Regions from separate parts of the Sus scrofa genome. Here region 2 is linked to region 1. A link is a contact called in public promoter capture Hi-C data. All regions are on one chromosome and are shown on one strand. Each heading gives the region's core, a stretch centred on a gene start, on an enhancer-like site or on the middle of the called end of the contact. The rest is flanking DNA. Distances are from core to core; before and after follow the strand shown.

Region 1 (3,152 bases), core at 279-2,778:
GCCGGCCTACTCCACAGCCACAGCAACTCGGAATCCGAGCCTCGTCTTTGACCTACACCACAGCTCGTGGCAACGAAGGATCCTTAACCCACTGAGCAAGGCCAGGGATCAAACCTGCAAACTCATGGTTCCTAGTTGGATTCATTAACCACTGAGCCACAACAGGAACTCCCATCCAAGAACATCTTTGCACAAAATTTTTGTATTAGGGTTGTTTCTAAGAATAGTTATCTAGCATTTTTAGACTTTCTATTCACATTCTAGATTGCATTCAAAGAGATTGAACTAGTTCACAAATAAATGGATTTTAGCTTATGCTTGAAATGTTTTGAGCTGTTTTGTGTGCTAGTCATTGTTTTCAGCACTTGCAGGCAAACAAACAGGCAAAAATTCCTATCCTTGTGAAGTTTAGGGAAGGAAGGGGTAGATGAGGACTTAAAAAAATATTTTGGGGAGGGTATCAACCTTTTTATTTTCCCAACTTTCCCTGTGAATGGAAAAACTTACTACTGCTACTTGTGTTCTTCAATATGAAGTTGTATGTAAAACCTATTTAAGTCCAATCATGTATTTGAAGGGGGCAGGAATAAGAGGGGGTTTGGGAATTGATGCTCTAGGAATAAGGAAGGTTATCTTGGGGGAAGAATTTAAAAGAAAGAATCTCATTGGCCATGTTTTTGATTTCACTTTCAATTTTCTGATTACCTGTGAATTTGAACATTTCTCCTTTGTTCATAGTTGGTTTTACGTGATAGTATTCACTGTTCACTTTTAGCTTTCAGATGAGTATGTGTGTGATATGCTGCTTAAGGAGTTATTAATACTCTTTTTATAGTCATTTGAATGGATAGCTGGCAGATGTAAAAATCAACCCTCTTTGAGCAATTCACTGTGTACCAGATACTCTGTTAGGGTTTGAGATTACAAAAATAAGAGAATTTATGCTGTCTGAAAGCTTACCATCTGGGAAAACTGGTGCCTAAACTTGGAGCCCAAGATCCCAGACAATGTTTCTTTAAAATGCAGTTTCTCACACACCAAAACTTTGGATTTGTTAGGGAGGGGTGGAGGGCACAGGTGTTTACAATTTAAATTAGCATCCTTTGATTGTGGTGCTGCTGATTGTCACTGAGAAACACCGTACAAATAGGTACTACAGAGAAAGGAAACATTAGATTTAAGATGCCATCACTTGTAGGCTTGGAGAAGCACGCACTGGGTCCACTGTACATAGATTTTGATCCTCAGCTCAAAGAGTCGTTTCAGAGTCCTGATAACCTCATACCGGCAAAGGCACTCTGTCAGAGGTCCCTCAGGTCGGAAGGCAAACTGGAGCGCAGTCTTCTCAAATCCAGCTCACCACTGGAAGCCCCACCTCCTTCCTCTGGGCCCCGCCCCCGCCAGTGGTCCCTTCAGGCTCCACCCCTCGGCGGGCTGGCCCCCAACGACGCCAGAGCCGGAAGTGACGACACCAGCGAAGCCTTTTGGGCGGGGCCTGGACTGGCTGCTCCAAAGGCTGGGATTTCACATCGGAAACAAAACAGCGGCTGCTGGGGAAGGGACCTGGGCTGCGAGAGGTGGCGGCTGCGACGAGAAAGAGTAAGTGCGCGCTGGGGAGGTGGGGAGAGGAACGCGCCCCTCATCGAGTGCCGATAGGGGCGGACGCGGGCAGGGCCCGGCCTTTTGTCGCCGCCCGGGCCGCTGAGCCGGTGTCCTCGAGGATGAAGAGCGGGGCGCGGCCGGGCAGGGACCCAGGAACCCTGTGTGGGGAACGAGAAGGGGCGGCCCGTTTCCGTGATCGGTTGAAGAGAGATTCTCCTTCTAACCCTTGGTCCGGAAGTGCTGGTTTCCCGAAGACCTCTCAGGGCGCAGGTGCCTTGGGCTGGGATTGAACGTTTTGCCTGGAGTGTAGCGGGAGAAAGAGGAAGCGCCTTGCGCTAGACCTGGTTGAGCAACTGGTGAAACTCCGCGCCTCATGCCCTGAGTGTGTTCTCGTCCAGGAGCAGCGAGTGGCATTCAGGGCTAGGGCTAAGTTCCCTCTGTCTCAGTTCGGGGCGGAAAACAGGCTCGGATGCTTTTGCCTTGGTCGAGACTGTCAGGAGGCATGTATGTCCAGTGCTTTTCATGGATTATAGATACTTGGCGTTGTCATACCGCTCAGATTCCTTTTAAATATTTGTTTCTCTTGTAGGAAAGTAACTTTATATTTTTAAAAGCATTGCTCACCCACTTTGGACAAGATGAATAAAGTGTTCAAGGTTTATTATGGGAGATAAGGATAGTATGCGAATGACTGTATTGGCAGAGCACATTGTAAGTCATAATATTCTCTGAAGTTTGAGGCACGTAAAGATTACATTTAGTTAAGGACATCTTGTTATTTGAGTTATCTTTTTCAGTGGAAAGGTTTTCACCCTCGGAGTTGAAGTGAGGAGGGCATTATATCAGAGTGTACTACGCACAGGGGCCCTCTGGATCCTAAGGATCCAGTGACCCAGTCGGCACATTAAATAGCTGTTATGAAGGAGGATTAAACGGGAAAGTATATTGGAGCCTGTTGCATTTGGCTGATTTCTGTCACCTGCAAAAGCCAATTTCAGTTCTCCTTAACTCACCTGGCAGTTCAGCCAATTTAAGCCCCCTCCCACCTCCATTTAATAGCAAGCCCTTAACACTGAAAAAGAAGCCTATTTATTGAGTGCATGGATTCCTTCACCTTTACCCTTCCCCAAAATAGTATTTTTCCATTCCTCTACTTCTGGTGCTTGAGTAGGTATGTACCATTATTTTGGGTACACTTTCCTTTGAATGGATGTGATCTCTTGCTGAATTTCAAGTTAATGGCTGCCCCAGTCCTTGACTGCTGCATGAATTTCCATTTGGGGAGAACTGGAGGATTGGAATTGGTCTCTGAAAATCACTCTAGCAGGAAAGATATAATATTTGTCTGTCACCAAGGTCCGTGAGGTCTGCTTCCTTTCAGATCCAGTTCCCTCTCCCACCACTGTTAAACAGATTGTAGGGAGAGACTTTCAGAGTCCACTCTTTCTTGTGGTAGATGCCAGGCAGATTTGGAAGGTATTTTGGGCTTTGCTTAAAGTAGTTTTGTGATAAGAACTTTGCTTTAGGCATGCTAATCTGATAGCAGGGGC
Region 2 (3,152 bases), core at 248-2,747, 340 kb after region 1:
GGAGGGGAGCCCAAAGCAAAAATTCAAAACAACTAACAAAATGGCAATAAACACACACTTCCATAATTACACTGAATGTAAATGGATTAAATGCTCCAACCAAAAGACACAGACTGGCTGAGTGGATACAAAAAACAAGACCTGGGGCACATGGATGGGTTTTGAGTAGGGTGATGGTAGGTTTGGGGCCAAAGCTTGAGAAAACTAATTTCTTTTCTTTTTTGTCGACACCCATGGCATGTGGAAGTTTCCCAACCAGGGATGGAACCTGAGCTGCAGCCGTCACCTATGTCACAGCTGTGGCAATGCCAGATCTTTAATCTGCTGCTCCACACCAGGAACTTTGAAAAAACTAATTTTGTCCTTACTTGTGTTATAAATTAGCACAGGGGGCAATTAAAGTTAAAAAGAGACTTGTTGGGAGGCCACTTGTAATAGACCAGGGTTTCTCAGCCTCAGCATTATTAACATTTCAGGTTGGATAATTATTTGTTGGGGGTGGAGTGTTGTCTTTTGCATTGTGGCTGTTCAGCAGCATCTCTGGCTTTTACTCATGAGATGCTATAGCATCAACCCTCCTCCCCCAAAGTGTTTCTTGGGGAGGCAAAATCCACCCCAAGTAGCAGACCATTGTAATAGACCATAAGAGAAATAAAACGGGTAAATGTAACACCTAAGAGGAGTAAAATCTAAAAGCTTTTAGACTCCAAGTGTTTGGATTGAAATGTGAGTGAGAAAGAGGATTGAAAGATCAAATGGAACCACAGAAAAGGCCCTAGAGACCATGTAGTCTAACATGCTTATAATTGCTTGTAAGGTTGTGAACTCTTTCTGAGAGAGTTCGGTAAAACCTATAATAATGACAAAAATTATCCTGTTCGTAGCAATTCCATTCCTGGGAATTTATAATAAATGATTCAAATGAACACAAGTCATCTTTATGTATAAAGCAACAATAGTTTCATGGAGACAGTGACGATGTTCTCAGCAATTGCACTCTCATGCCTACCACAGTGCCCACATATAATAAGGCTCAGATATAATAATAAGTCGACATAAAGTTCAGAGGAGAAGAGATTCTGGGGATAGAAGTTGTAGTTAATGAAACAAAATTCCAGAGGGAGTGGGAAAGGCAGATATCAAGAACAAGAGTAGAAAAGCCCATACCTTCTTTTTTGTGGTGGGAGCACAATGACTTAAAATTTGTGATGCAGCTGGGGAACATGCTATTCAGAAACGAGGAAGACCCGGGGAACACTGCAAAGTGCAGATACTAGAACGAAAGAGGAGTGAAGCAGCCAACTTTTTTCTCCTGGAGTCCCTGGCAACTTGATTTTTAAACTGCCCACAAAACAGAGACACCAGGTTAATCACGCAAGGACTCAGGTGCTCTAGCTGGGGAAGCCAGGCATTTAATTAAGTTAACATTTTCTAACCCGGCGCGCGGGAGGCGCCAGGGGGAAGAATGGTGGGCGTGGACAACCCAGTGCGGCTGGAGGCCCGCCCCCTTCCCAGAGTACACGGCGGCCGCGGCCTGCAAGAGCCGGTTTGTCGCTGTCTGCTCCGGAGAGGGTCGGACCATGGACGGGCTCCGGGCTAGCGCAGGGCTGCTGAGGCGCGGGCGGCTGAGGCGCCGGCGCCAGCCTCAGCCACACAGCGGGTCGGTCCTGGCCCTGCCCCTGAGGCCCAGGAAGATCCGAAGGCAGCTGCGGAGAAGTGTCGCGTCCCGCATGGCCGCGCTGAGGGCCCAGACGCTGCCAAGCGAGGACTCGGAGGACTCGAGGGTGGAGTCGACGGTCGACGGTCCCGTGGACCCGCTGGCTGGCGGGGTGGTGGGCCTTCCGGATGCCGCCCGGCGGGAGCCATATGGCCACCTCGGGCCCGCGGAGCTGCTGGAGGCCTCACCCGCGTCCCGCTCCCTGCAGACTCCTCGAGCCCTGGTGGAGTCGCAGACCCCGGCAGCGCGCTTGGTGGAGGCGCAGACGCCGCCGGCGCGGCTGATGGAGGGGCCCGCCCTGCCCGCGCGCCTAGTGCCGGGTTCGGCGCCGCCCGCGCGCCTGGTGGAGGTGGCCGCTGCGCCGGCCCGCGGGGTGGAGAACTCTACCCTGTTGTGCTCTGCCCAGCACTTGGCGGGCGCCCCGCCGTCCATGGCTCCTGCGACGCTGTCGGGGCCTCAGGGGGAAAGCATGAACGGGGAGCTGCCCTGGGACTCTCCTCTGCAGCGCGTCTTGGCCGAGCTGAACCGCATCCCCAGCAGCCGGCGGCGGGCGGCGCGCCTCTTTGAATGGCTCATCTCGCCCATGCCGCCAGACCACTTCTACCGGCGCCTGTGGGAGCGTGAGGCGGTGCTGGTGCGGCGGCAGGACCACACCTACTACCAGGGTCTCTTCTCTACCGCAGACCTGGACTCCATGCTGCGGAACGAGGAGGTCCAGTTCGGGCAGCACCTGGACGCCGCGCGCTACATCAACGGGCGGCGCGAGACTCTGAACCCTCCCGGCCGCGCCCTGCCCGCCGCCGCGTGGTCCCTGTACCAGGCCGGCTGCTCCCTGCGCCTCCTCTGTCCGCAGGCTTTCTCCACCACCGTGTGGCAGTTTTTGGCTGTGCTTCAAGAGCAGTTTGGAAGCATGGCAGGCTCCAACGTTTACCTCACGCCCCCCAACTCGCAGGGCTTTGCCCCCCACTACGACGACATTGAGGCTTTCGTGCTGCAGCTGGAAGGTAGGAAACTCTGGCGGGTCTACCGACCGCGGGTCCCGACTGAGGAACTAGCCCTGACATCCAGTCCCAACTTCAGCCAGGACGACCTCGGTGAGCCGGTGCTGCAGACGGTGCTGGAACCTGGAGATTTGCTTTATTTTCCCCGAGGCTTCATTCACCAAGCCGAATGCCAGGACGGAGTGCACTCTCTGCATCTGACCTTGTCCACATACCAGCGCAATACCTGGGGCGACTTCCTGGAGGCTGTACTGCCTCTGGCAGTGCAGGCTGCAATGGAAGAAAACGTGGAGTTCCGTAGGGGACTGCCCCGAGACTTCATGGATTACATGGGGGCCCAGCATTCAGACTCTAAGGATCCGCGGAGAACTGCTTTCATGGAGAAGGTGCGGGTGTTGGTTGCCCGCTTGGGACACTTTGCGCCTGTCGATGCT

What was found. Promoter capture Hi-C pulls out the DNA fragments that hold promoters and counts their contacts.
Region 2: a contact with region 1 is called in a promoter capture Hi-C map of liver, with 3 times the contacts expected there. The contact joins the promoter of RIOX1 here to the promoter of PSEN1 in region 1. A contact is called at or near these places in 2 of 5 promoter capture datasets (fetal liver and liver) and 1 of 2 datasets of contacts at active chromatin or transcription factors (skeletal muscle).

Annotation. Positions count from the first base shown.
Region 1 is chr7:96,476,729-96,479,880 of Sscrofa11.1, forward strand. PSEN1 (presenilin 1) reads left to right here and starts at 1,529. Exons shown (of 12, transcript NM_001078667.1): 1 at 1,529-1,599.
Region 2 is chr7:96,821,576-96,824,727 of Sscrofa11.1, forward strand. RIOX1 (bifunctional lysine-specific demethylase and histidyl-hydroxylase NO66) reads left to right here and starts at 1,498. Exons shown (of 3, transcript XM_021099492.1): 1 at 1,498-3,152. The coding sequence starts at 1,581. The region is part of intron 15 of HEATR4 (HEAT repeat-containing protein 4); the gene reads right to left.